Linked DNA regions of Mus musculus: region 2 is linked to region 1. A link is a contact called in public Hi-C data. All regions are on one chromosome and are shown on one strand. Each heading gives the region's core, a stretch centred on a gene start, on an enhancer-like site or on the middle of the called end of the contact. The rest is flanking DNA. Distances are from core to core; before and after follow the strand shown.

Region 1 (5,405 bases), core at 1,082-3,581:
CCCTTGTCATCCTCACTCAATCGCCCCCTCAATAGAGTTCTGGGCTCTGGGAGACCAGGGACCTCTCTTGCTTCACTCTTCATCCTCCTCAGGGAGGCTTAGCACAGCTAAGATAAGCATGTAATAGGCATATGTTATGGTATAGATCTTAAATGGCCCTAGACATGGTCCCTAGCTGATGGCGCCACTGAGAACTGATGGGACCTTGGCATGGAGCTTCCCTGGAGTAAGTACCTCACTGAGGATGATGTGTGTCCTCTAAAGGAAAATGTTTACTTCTCTATTCTTCTTAGCTTCTCAGCTACACATCCGTGAGCAATATTGTTCCACTAGATGCTCTCTGCTCTGATGTTCAACCAGGGACCCAAAGTGATGGAGCCAAAGAGCCACAAACCAAAGCCCTTGAAACTCTGAGCTAAAATAAGCCTTCCCTCCTTTTAAACTGTTTCTTACAGGTCTTTCATAACAATGACAGAAAACTATCTAAAACTGCATTTAATAAATATCTTAATTTAAATACTATTACATCAGCCTGATGAAAGCTTTATTTTTGGTGCATTGGCATTTGAAGTATATATATAGTATATGTAAGTGTGTTCACATGGGGTTGTGCACGCATACATACGTGTAAGTGCCAATACACATTTGTATGAGTACTTGTGGAGTATGAGGTGAACCTCAGTTGTCCTTAGTTGCTTTCTGCCTTATGCCTTGAGATGGGGTCTCAAGGACCCTCCTGCCTCGCCTCTCCATTGCTGGGATTACAAACGCATCAGCTATATCTGAATTCTCTGTGGATGCTGGTGATCAAACCTGAGGTCCTCATGATCATACTCTATTGGCTGAGCCAGCTCTCCAGGCCCTGGGCACCTGATTTTTCTTTATCTGGGAATACAGGTGGCAGGGGGAGGGGAGGCTTCTTCAATAGTCTTTTAACTAACTCAATCCAAAGGGCACAGCAAAGCACACCTAGATCTCTCCGAGGAACAAAATGAGCTAAACACAGATGAGGTTCTACAGACTGAGAAAAACCAGTGTACAAGCTAGGTCTGGGGAAACCTGGGTGCTGGGAAAGTCTCCAGCCACACTGATTGAGCAAAGGTCTCCAGGCCAGAAAACATGTCTACTGCAGCCTTCTGCACAAGGGATTTTACATTCCTTCCCTTGAAGGCACAATCTGTTGTGAGGTTTTTCTCAGCAAATCTATAGATAATGAACCTACCTTTATAGAAGATGTCACCTGTACTCTCCAAAGAGTTTTGAGGTAACCATGTCTGACCTCTAGCATGCACCATGGTGTGTGTATGCCTTCACTCATAAATACAAACACACATACACAGATGCACACCCATGCACACTACACACACCAACAAAACATTTTACTTTTTATAAACTGAGTACTAATATAAACTGAGTACTAATTAAGGGAATAATTTGATACCATTTTTCCATCTAACACATACACATAGACTATGCAGCATCTCAATTATAGAATACCAATGAGATGGTTATTAAATACCCTCTTATGCTATAGCCTCAACTACATAGAAAATTTGAGGCCAGCCTGAGCTACATGAGACCCTATTTCAAAAAAAAAATAGCCAGTAGGCAAATTAATTATTAATAAATGGTGGGTGAATGAAGAAACTGTTAAAAGATTTTGAGGGGAAAAAGCTGGAAGAAAATATTAATTGTCTGGTATTGGTACATGTTTGGATGGTAGAATTACAGAGAATTCCTGTTTCTTTTCTATGGTTTTCTCACGCTTTACAAATACTCCCACAAATATATTACATTGTTAACCATAATAAGGCTTTAAAATAAATACCTTTATTGTCTACCACAGTACCAGGTCTTGGTCATTGTTTTTCTTATTTTCATTGTGCTTGGATAAACCTAGCCTCTGACAAATGCTTCCTAGCCAGTGAGCTACACTTCCAAGTAGGCCTTAGGAAACAAATGCACAGAACTTGAAGAATGCAAAGCTCTGGCCCTGGGGCGGCTCAGGATGCTTGCTCAGCCTTGTGTCTCCTCCCCACCACTATCTCGGAGTTTTAGGAGGCTGAGCCCAGGTCAAAGTCATCCTATGAGTGTTTCACACTTCCCATTACAGCATTCACCTCTCCTCTAGTTTAGACCCAACCAAGCTGGTTCCGCTGGGGTGAAATACCTTATCACCGAGCTGATATTTAACAGACTGCTAAGCAGATTGTAAAAAGTAAAAAACAAACAAACAAAAAAAAAAACCCTAAAGATATGAACTATTACCCAGTGCCTATGTCTGGTTGGCACGGGAAAAGTCTAAACCCTGATCTTGTGAAACTTGAGCCTAGATTGCTCCATCCCTAGGCTCTGAAAGTTTCCTAGGCAACTGTCAGGGCACCAGGCAGTGGTGGCACATGCCTTTCATCCCAGCACCCGGGAGGCAGAGGCAGGTGGATCTCTGTGACTTTGAGACCAGTCTGGTCTACAGAGCAAAGTTCCAGGACATCCGTCTACACAGAGAGGCCTATCTGGAAACAAAACAAAACCAAACAAATGAAACAAACAAACAAACAAAAAACCCTCACAGTGATCTACACCCCACTTGTCCACCAGCCAGCCATGCAGCTCTGGCTTTCCCAGTTCCGTCCTCCACCCCCTCGCTGCTCTCCACACCTCCTCATTGTTGGGTTTGGGGGTAGGAGTTCACGAGGGACACTGAGATGGATTACAGGGGAGTAGTGAGTTTATTAGAAGAGTTACTGATGCTGTGGGCAGACAGTGCGGTGGGGGCTCAGAGGAGAGCTCAGGCCCCGGCATCAAAGACAGCATGGCAGGGTCTCTGATTCACAGATGGAAGGGGTTGGGGATCGGGATGTAAGGCCATCAGTACTCACTCTGATGTAAACTCTTTTCCAAAGTACGAGAGCCTGATACCAAGAAGTCTGACTAGGACTCACAGTTTCTTAGGTGACTGTAGTATTAAGTTGGATGTAGAGACCTTGAAGTTGGCTCAAAACTCCCCAAGACCAAGTTCTTAGCACTAAAAGAGATGTATTTATCCAAGAGGGCAAGGATAAGGGACAAAGACCAAAGACCGAGGACAAGGAACGAGGGAAAGGAACACAGACAGGGAAGGGATATTTTCCCTGGAGGACAAAAGACTGCCTCTGGATAAAGAGGAGGCAGATGTGGCCCACAGGCTAATGGTGGTTTATAAAGACAACATAACAGGGGAAAACCAATGTTAGAATGAGGTGTTTAATTTTATTTATTCATTTATTTATTTATTTATTTATTTATTTATTTATTTATTTATTTATTTATTGGTTTTCTTTTTTAGACAGGGTTTCTCTGTGTAGCCCTGTCTGTCCTAGAACTCACTCTGTAGACCAGGCTGGCCTCAAACTCAGAAATCTGTCTGCCTCTGCCTCCCAAGTGCTGGGATTAAAAGTATGTGCCACCACTGCCCTTCAAGGTGTTTAATTTTAATTGGGCGTGTTAATTAGGTGAACCAGCTGGGCGTGGTGGCGCATACCTTTAATCCCAGCACTTGGGAGGCAGAGGCAGGCGGATTTCTGAGTTCGAGGCCAGCCTGGTCTACAAAATGAGTTCCAGGACAGCCAGAGCTACACAGAGAAACCCTGTCTCGGAAAACCAAAAAAAATAAAATAAATTAGGTGAACCACAGGGGGGTTTTGATTGCTGGGCTTCAGTAGTTTGATAGCTGGACATTGGTCGTCACCCTCAGGGGGAGGAAATGGACAAATAAGGGAATAGACCTTGGTGGGTAGCTTTAGGAACGTAATCTAATGGGTTTTTTAGGCAAAGAGAACAGGAGAGAAAGGCAAAACCTGCCAGAGCCACGTTCACCATGCTTGGGCTGGCTAGAGTCCCTTCCCTGTGGCTTCAGCAGATAGTGTGGCTGAGAAGAGGCTACATTCTAACATGACATCCTTACATTGCCCTCGCCTTTCCAAGCCTGCCTCCCCCTTGATGTCCTCATCCCTCTGAACCCTCCCAGGAAACTGCTTGTTTTCCACCTGCTGTGGGCTTGCGAGCTGGCAAGGCCTCTTGCACTGTCACCAACTGTCTCTGGTTTGACTGTAAGAGCCTCTTCCAGACAACAGCCAGCCCAGTGACGGTTCACATTCTGTGAACTCCCAAGAACCCCAGACTGTGCTCCTCAGGGAGATGAGCTATTCCTCACCATGGCCTCGAACTTCTATGAACCTGGGCCACACTCAGGCTCCATCAGCCCCGCTGGCTTCACCTCACTGTGGACTTTGTTTTCCTTCCATGCAAGTTTATTCTGCCCCCAAACCTCAATTGGCTTCTAAAATAAGTCCAAGACAATTCAGCCGACTTGAAACTCACTTCCAACCCAGGCTGCTGAATTAAAGTGTGGATGAGAAGGTAGGTAGCTGACAGGGACTGGGGAAAGAGAGAGAGAGAAGCTCAGGCATGACTGGAAATGTCAGCCTGTGCAGATGTCACGGTACAAAGTTGTGGGACTTTCTCTACTGACCTAGCGTAGGAGTGACGTACAAATGACCGGACTTGGGACTTTGAAGTTCAGATAAGCAGAATGATAATAAATTGGAGGAACCAAGATATATTGACACAAAGGACTGTGGGATATAGATTGAAGAGGAAAGGAAGTGGCACATGATTTCTGTTGGGTCTAGAATGCTATGTTTATGAGTGCGTACGCGATCACCTGTGTGGTGTGTGTGTGTGTGTGTGTGTGTGTGTGTGTGTGTGTGTGTAGGTACATGTGTGTGCCCCGTCTGTGGAGGTCAGAGATCAACACTGAATGCGTTCTCAGTTGTTCATCAGTGTTTGTTTGTTTGTTTGTTTGTTTGTTTATATTTTGGTTTTTCAAGACAGAGATTCTCTGAGTAACAGCCCTCGCTGTCATGGAACTTTGTAGACCACGCTGGCCTTAAACTCACAGAGATCTGCCTGCCTTTCCCTCCCAAGTGCTAGGATTAAAGGCGTGCACCACCCTGCCCAGCCCACCTTATTTTTTTTTCATATCATATTTGATGGGTATTTGCAGGTGTCGGGCAGAGACACAACCTGTGGAGATGAGAATGAAAACCTGGTGCAGACTGACTTCATCAACCTGGATGAATACGATGGGAAGTCCAATATCAGACAGTTTATTTCCAACAAATCTAAGCCCAGTATAATTTAGAGGAGGGTTCCTGGTATAATATGGAATAATATAGGAAACATAGGTACATTGAAGCTCACCCCAGAGTACGTGTCATTTCTTCCAAGAAGCTGGGTTCTAAAGATGGGCAACAGGTCTTTTGGACTATTAGCCACCTCTGATCCTGGTTGTTGGATCTTGGAAAAGCCTCTGGCTATAAGGGTCATTTAAATTACTAGCCACCTCCAATCCTGGCTGGCCCAGC
Region 2 (5,332 bases), core at 766-3,265, 150 kb before region 1:
CCTGGCACGCATCCCCAAGAGGAATGGGTAACTGCAGCCTCAGGACCACGTTCTCTGCAAGGCCACAGAGGACCCTCTTTTCTCAGGGCCCTGGAGGGACAGAAGGCACACGGGCCGCCCAGGGTGGGAGAAGCATCTGGCTAAGAAAAGCTTTCTGGAGTAGGGGGGCCTTGAACACCCAGACTGCTGAAAGCTGAGATTCGGCCTAAGAAGAGATCCACCTGTTCCTTTGGGTGCAGCGTTTGCCTATGTCTGGTCACCCCTTTTTGTTGGCATTCTTCTGACCCAAGTACCAAGCTGTCACTCAGGGCAGGGGGCAAAAGGTTGTGTGGAACACTGCCACCCAAAGAGAGGAAAAAGAGGGGGAGGGCATGCAGGGATTCCCACCAACAGCCATCCAGTGAAGCACTTTGCGTGGTGTGATCAGTGTGGTCTTACTTCATCCCCTACTGAGGGGCTCTGATGGCTAGAGAGCCATCGCATTCTCCAGGGTAGGGGAAGAAACAGGTTCAGAGAGATGAAAGTCACCAGTTCAGTGACAGAACTGCCACTCAAACCACTGAGTTCAGACCTAGAGAAGCTGCTGCATGGGTGGTCACAGGAGGGGCCAGAGCTCACCAATGACCCTGCTCCCACACCCTGCTGAGCTGAGTAGGGGGTGAGTGAGGACTTCAGTCCCCCCCAGTCTCTGCTGACTCCCATTCCTCTCTTTCCATTGAAGTCTCATGCAGAGCCCAGCCCCACCCCCTCCCCGCCCCACCCCTACCGACCACAACCCATCTGGTCCCCATTAGAGGCCAGCCCTGCCTGCCTGTCTACCCTGCAGATACATGTGTGAGGGTGCTCAGGTTTCTAGGGGCTTTCACTGGGCCTGATGGGAGACTGGGGTCCTGCTGCTGTTGCCACCCCAGCAGCATTGATGGGGCCCCACTTAGCCAGCAAGCCTCTTGCTTTTTGTTTGGATTTGAAGGGGAAAGTGGTACCTTAATGGGGGTGGGGGGCGGTGATTAATGCAGAGCCTTGAAAGCTAGACTGTTCGGTGCTAGAAGCTGCCTGAGCCCAAACTGGTCTCTTTCCTGCTAGGAAAGGGTCTCCCCATCACAGAGTGGAGAGACATATATATGTATTTGTATATGTGATATATGAGTGTGTGTATAAACATACATGTGTATATATATATACATGTGTGTATAACACATATGTATATTTATGTATATATTATATTTATATGTGTGTGTGTGTGTGATCCCCCAGGCTGAGACAGACCCATGGCCTGAACTTGAGTCTTGTCCCCTAAATGAGGAATTCTCATGCCATCCCAGGTTTAGCCACATGGCCTTCCTCAGGATGACCAGCACTGGCTCCCAGTGTATGTGAGACCTCGCATTCATGGATAGGAATATGTAAGGAGACTGGCTGTGTGTGTGTGTGTGTGTGTGTGTGTGTGTGTATTGTCCTTACCCATGTATGTGTCTTTAAATGCACTTATGAGAGTATGTGTGCCCTGTTCACATTGCAGTGTGTGTTTGCGTGCCTGAGGGCTGAGGTCAGCATAGTTTTGGACTCTGCATGGACATACACACCCAGACCCTGTTCAGAGCCACAGAGCCCCTACCTTGTCCTTATAAGCTGAGAGGCAAGCTCAGGCCACTCTCCCTCCAACCATGGACACTAGGCTGCTCTTGGAGTGGTGAGACCCAGTCTCTGCTCCTTGCTTGCTCTGCCCCAAGAAAGCTACTTTTGCTGCTTTTCTGTGGACTAGGACTAGAATGCAGGCCCAGAGGAGCTGACCCTCCTAGAAATACCCCTGCACCTCAGACTTCCCTTGGAAGGACCTTCAAGAAAGAACTAAGGGCCCCTTCTGACTGTAGAATACGAGTTCCTATTCGTATTCCAACCATGGACCCTTTTGCCGGCTGGGCAAATAGCCTGGAAATGTCAGAACAGAGGTAGCTAGCCAACACAGTCAATAGGAGGGGTCAAAGGTCAGAGGGCCTCCTAGTGCCTCCAGATCTTGCTCTTACAGGACTGCAGTCCAGCCACCAGCAGGCGCTCCTCAGTCTCTGGGATTAGTCTGGAGGACAACAGATCGGGCCTGGGATCTCCATATGGTCAGCCACCTCGCCTTCCAGTCCCTCACAATGGCAGCAGCAACGAGGCCACCCTGCCAGCCCAGATGAGCGCTCTGCATGTGTCTCCACCCACCAGGTAGGACAGAGGCCGGGCCTTTGAAGTCACACCCAGATCAATCTTAATCCTTCAAATCTCTACAGTTCCTTCCTGGCCCTTGTCGTTTGATCTAAGAGCCTCAACTCACATAGTTATAGTTTGACTTAGAAGGCTGCCAGGCCCAAGGCTGGAATTACCATGCTGGCTTTCCATCTCTCCCCTTCCCAGTGCCGACACAGCCAGGGTTCTCCCTCGGAACCGGGACTGCAGGGTAGACCTGGGTTCAGAGGTATACAGGATGTTAAGGGAGCCAGCAGAGCCCACAGCCTCGGAGCCGAAACAGTCAGGATCCTTCCGCTACCTGCAGGGCATGCTAGAGGCTGGCGAGGGCGGTAAGACTCCCAACACCTTACCTCCCCTGCCTCCCCTCCCCCTACCGTGCCCAGTTTACCCTTCACCTTCCAACACCACCCAATCCACACCTTCTAGCCATCCACCCCCTCTTCAAATCCCTCTGTGCCTTACTGTGACTGTGCTCTCACCCTCCCGATTCCCACTCCACCACCCACGTGACTCTCCTTTACCTCATACAAACCAAGAACTTGTCCTCTAAGCTTCTGGTCATCGTGTTCCAGAAGCAACATCCTGCTGAAGTAGGGTTCTTATCTCACCTACCCCATCCATACCACCTGCCCTCTGGATTTCAGGGGATCGGCCTGGGTCTGGTGGTCCCCGGAACCTCAAACCAGCAGCCAGCAAGCTCGGTGCTCCACTGAGTGGCCTGCAGGGGCTACCAGAGTGCACGCGCTGCGGCCACGGGATCGTGTGAGTACCCAGTCTGCCCACCTGCACCCCCACGACCCCACTTCTGTTTTCCAAGGCCATGGGTAGAGGCTTGTCCTAGAATCTGTCAGTCACCTGTCCCTCTGTCCTCCACAACAGGGGAACCATTGTCAAGGCGAGAGACAAGCTCTACCATCCGGAGTGCTTCATGTGCAGCGACTGCGGCCTGAATCTCAAACAGCGTGGGTACTTCTTCCTAGATGAACGGCTGTACTGTGAGAATCACGCCAAGGCTCGAGTCAAGCCGCCGGAGGGATATGATGTGGTGGCTGTATACCCCAATGCTAAGGTGGAACTTGTCTGAGCTGGAAAATCTTGTCTTGCCTCTGCTTCACTTAATGTTCCCTCATGGCCTGTGTAAATATATGTCCTCCTGGCCTTTCTAATAAAGTCCTTCTGCTTGCTCTGGAACTAGCTAGTGTCTGGCCTGATAACCTCCAGTGCAGGCCATAGCTCCAATGTGTTGTAAGATCGGTTCAGGTGTCAGGCCTGTTCTAGACATTAGATTCAGTGGTGAGCCAGACAGCTCTCATGTTGTTCCCACAGCCTGAGTTGGATGGCAGAGTAAGCCATAAGGGATAGTGTCGTTAATACTATGGTCTGCTGCTGTAGTGTAACAAGGAGCCTGGCCTGGGTGAGGTCAGGAAAGCTGAGAATCAAGAGACGGAGGGAGGCAAGAGATCTCTATAGAATCAAGACCTATGCAAAAAAAAAAAAAAAAAAAAAAAAAAGCATGGACCATGACAGCCCTGGTGTGCCCGTTGTCCGCATGAGTGGCCAGGGGTGGTCCCTAGCCTGCATGGGTGGTGCCCCCTTCCTGGTACTCTCTTCCTAAGTCGCTCTCTGTCCATACACTCTATTTTTCTTCTCCTCTTCCTTCCTCCTCCCACTAGGGGGCAAGCTTGACTTTTTCTTGAGACAAAAGTCAGCGCTTTAGAACTAACACTGCCTTTCCCTCTAAGAAGCTTGGTCCTTTTCCCCCACCTGCAGTAGAAATTCTACACTCCTTGGATGCGCCCCAGTTCACTCGAAGTGAGGTCTGCCTTGTACCTTTTGGTTACATAAACCTATTCAGACTCTCACTTTTAAAACTATAAAAGTTACCGGGTTGATGAATGACTGTTGATCGCCATGTTCCGCACAGTCTGGGGAATAAGCTACCATTTCGGTTTTATTAAACATGCAGTAAGGTAAATTTAAAAGAATAAGTGGCAGATGGGTGGATGGATGGATGGATGGATGGATGGTTAGAAGCAAAACAGAACCAACTTGGCCTCAAAATGTCCAATAGGAATCGACTAGGGAAGCCCTTTTAAGGCAGTCAGTTGGAGTTTCTAATGAAGAGAATTCCCTCCGGTGAGGATTCCCAATAAAAGGACAAATAGCAACAGATAGAGATGACATCATCAAACAGACAGCCACAACACCCAGCCGAAACTGACTGGGGAAGCTGAGGCAGCAATTAAAATTTCTGAGTAAACTTTCTGAGCTTCGGCGCTTCCTGATTCAGGCCCTTTCATATCATGGGATAAACAGTAGTAATGTCTGGTCTGTACTGCTAGCCACTCTCACCTCTCTGTCCCAGAGTTAGAGGGGCAGCCCATTCACAGGCTGGCATGGGGCCTTAGAAGGTACTTTGACGGGTCTGGAGAGATGGCTCAGTGATTAAGAGAACTGGCTACTCTTCCAGAGGTCCTGGACACAGCTCACAACCATCTGCAACTCCAGTTCCAGAGGAGCTGATGCCCTCACACAGACATGCAAGCCAAACACCAAGTTGGAGTCTCTGAAATGGTGGGGAGGAGAGCAACCCTTATTACCCTGCTTCCAGAGTCGGCTTCTCGATGAACTCAAACAGCACATAGCGCTGTACCACTACGACATGCATTTCGAACCCACAGCTGTCCAGGATCCTAAATCTGTGGACCTACCCCACTGCTTGCTCTGGGTGAGAAACCACCTCGGCTCATTTGTTCAATGAGCCTGAATAATGTCCATTTGTGCTGTGTATTCTGGGCTACCAGAAGGCTGCTATCAGCTCACATTCTAACCATCTGCATTCAACAAGACCCACCCACTTCCTCCCTCTCTCCGACACTGAAAGTTTCCACACATTATTTTTGGTAAATAAGATTTACTGTGTGTTGGCTGCGTGTCCAGTCCTGAAATGACAGCGAGAAACAGTGTCTTTCCCCTCAGTCCCTTACAGAAGTTCTCATAGGAATTACCCTAAAATTTTTGACCACTTACCCCAGATTTACTTAACTTCTTATTAATAACTGATAGGAATTTTCCATACCTCACCTTGTATGTATGTGCG

The links. Hi-C and Micro-C count contacts between places; a contact is called where the count stands out from the background.
Region 2: a contact with region 1 is called in a Hi-C map of liver, with 1.7 times the contacts expected there. The contact joins two enhancer-like sites. A contact is called at or near these places in 4 of 484 Hi-C or Micro-C datasets (the HPC-7 cell line, hematopoietic stem and progenitor cells, liver and 1 more), 2 of 115 datasets of contacts at active chromatin or transcription factors (embryonic stem cells and pancreatic cancer cells) and 1 of 9 other capture datasets (pancreatic islet).

The regions. Positions count from the first base shown.
Region 1 is chr11:53,908,022-53,913,426 of GRCm38.p6, reverse strand. No RefSeq gene overlaps it. Among named protein-coding and RNA genes, the nearest start is that of Slc22a5, 19 kb to the right of the region's middle. Within about 2 kb of position 2,331, at least 19 of the 459 cell types and tissues checked have an H3K27ac peak or open chromatin away from gene starts, as enhancers often do. A contact at or near this core is called in liver, where this site is marked.
Region 2 is chr11:54,053,019-54,058,350 of GRCm38.p6, reverse strand. Pdlim4 (PDZ and LIM domain 4) reads left to right here. Exons shown (of 7, transcript NM_019417.3): 4 at 2,027-2,208; 5 at 2,398-2,561; 6 at 2,877-2,994; 7 at 3,112-3,423. The coding sequence ends at 3,316. Among named protein-coding and RNA genes, the nearest start is that of Pdlim4, 13 kb to the left of the region's middle. RefSeq lists an enhancer at 1-1,688. Within about 2 kb of position 2,015, at least 35 of the 459 cell types and tissues checked have an H3K27ac peak or open chromatin away from gene starts, as enhancers often do. A contact at or near this core is called in liver, where this site is marked.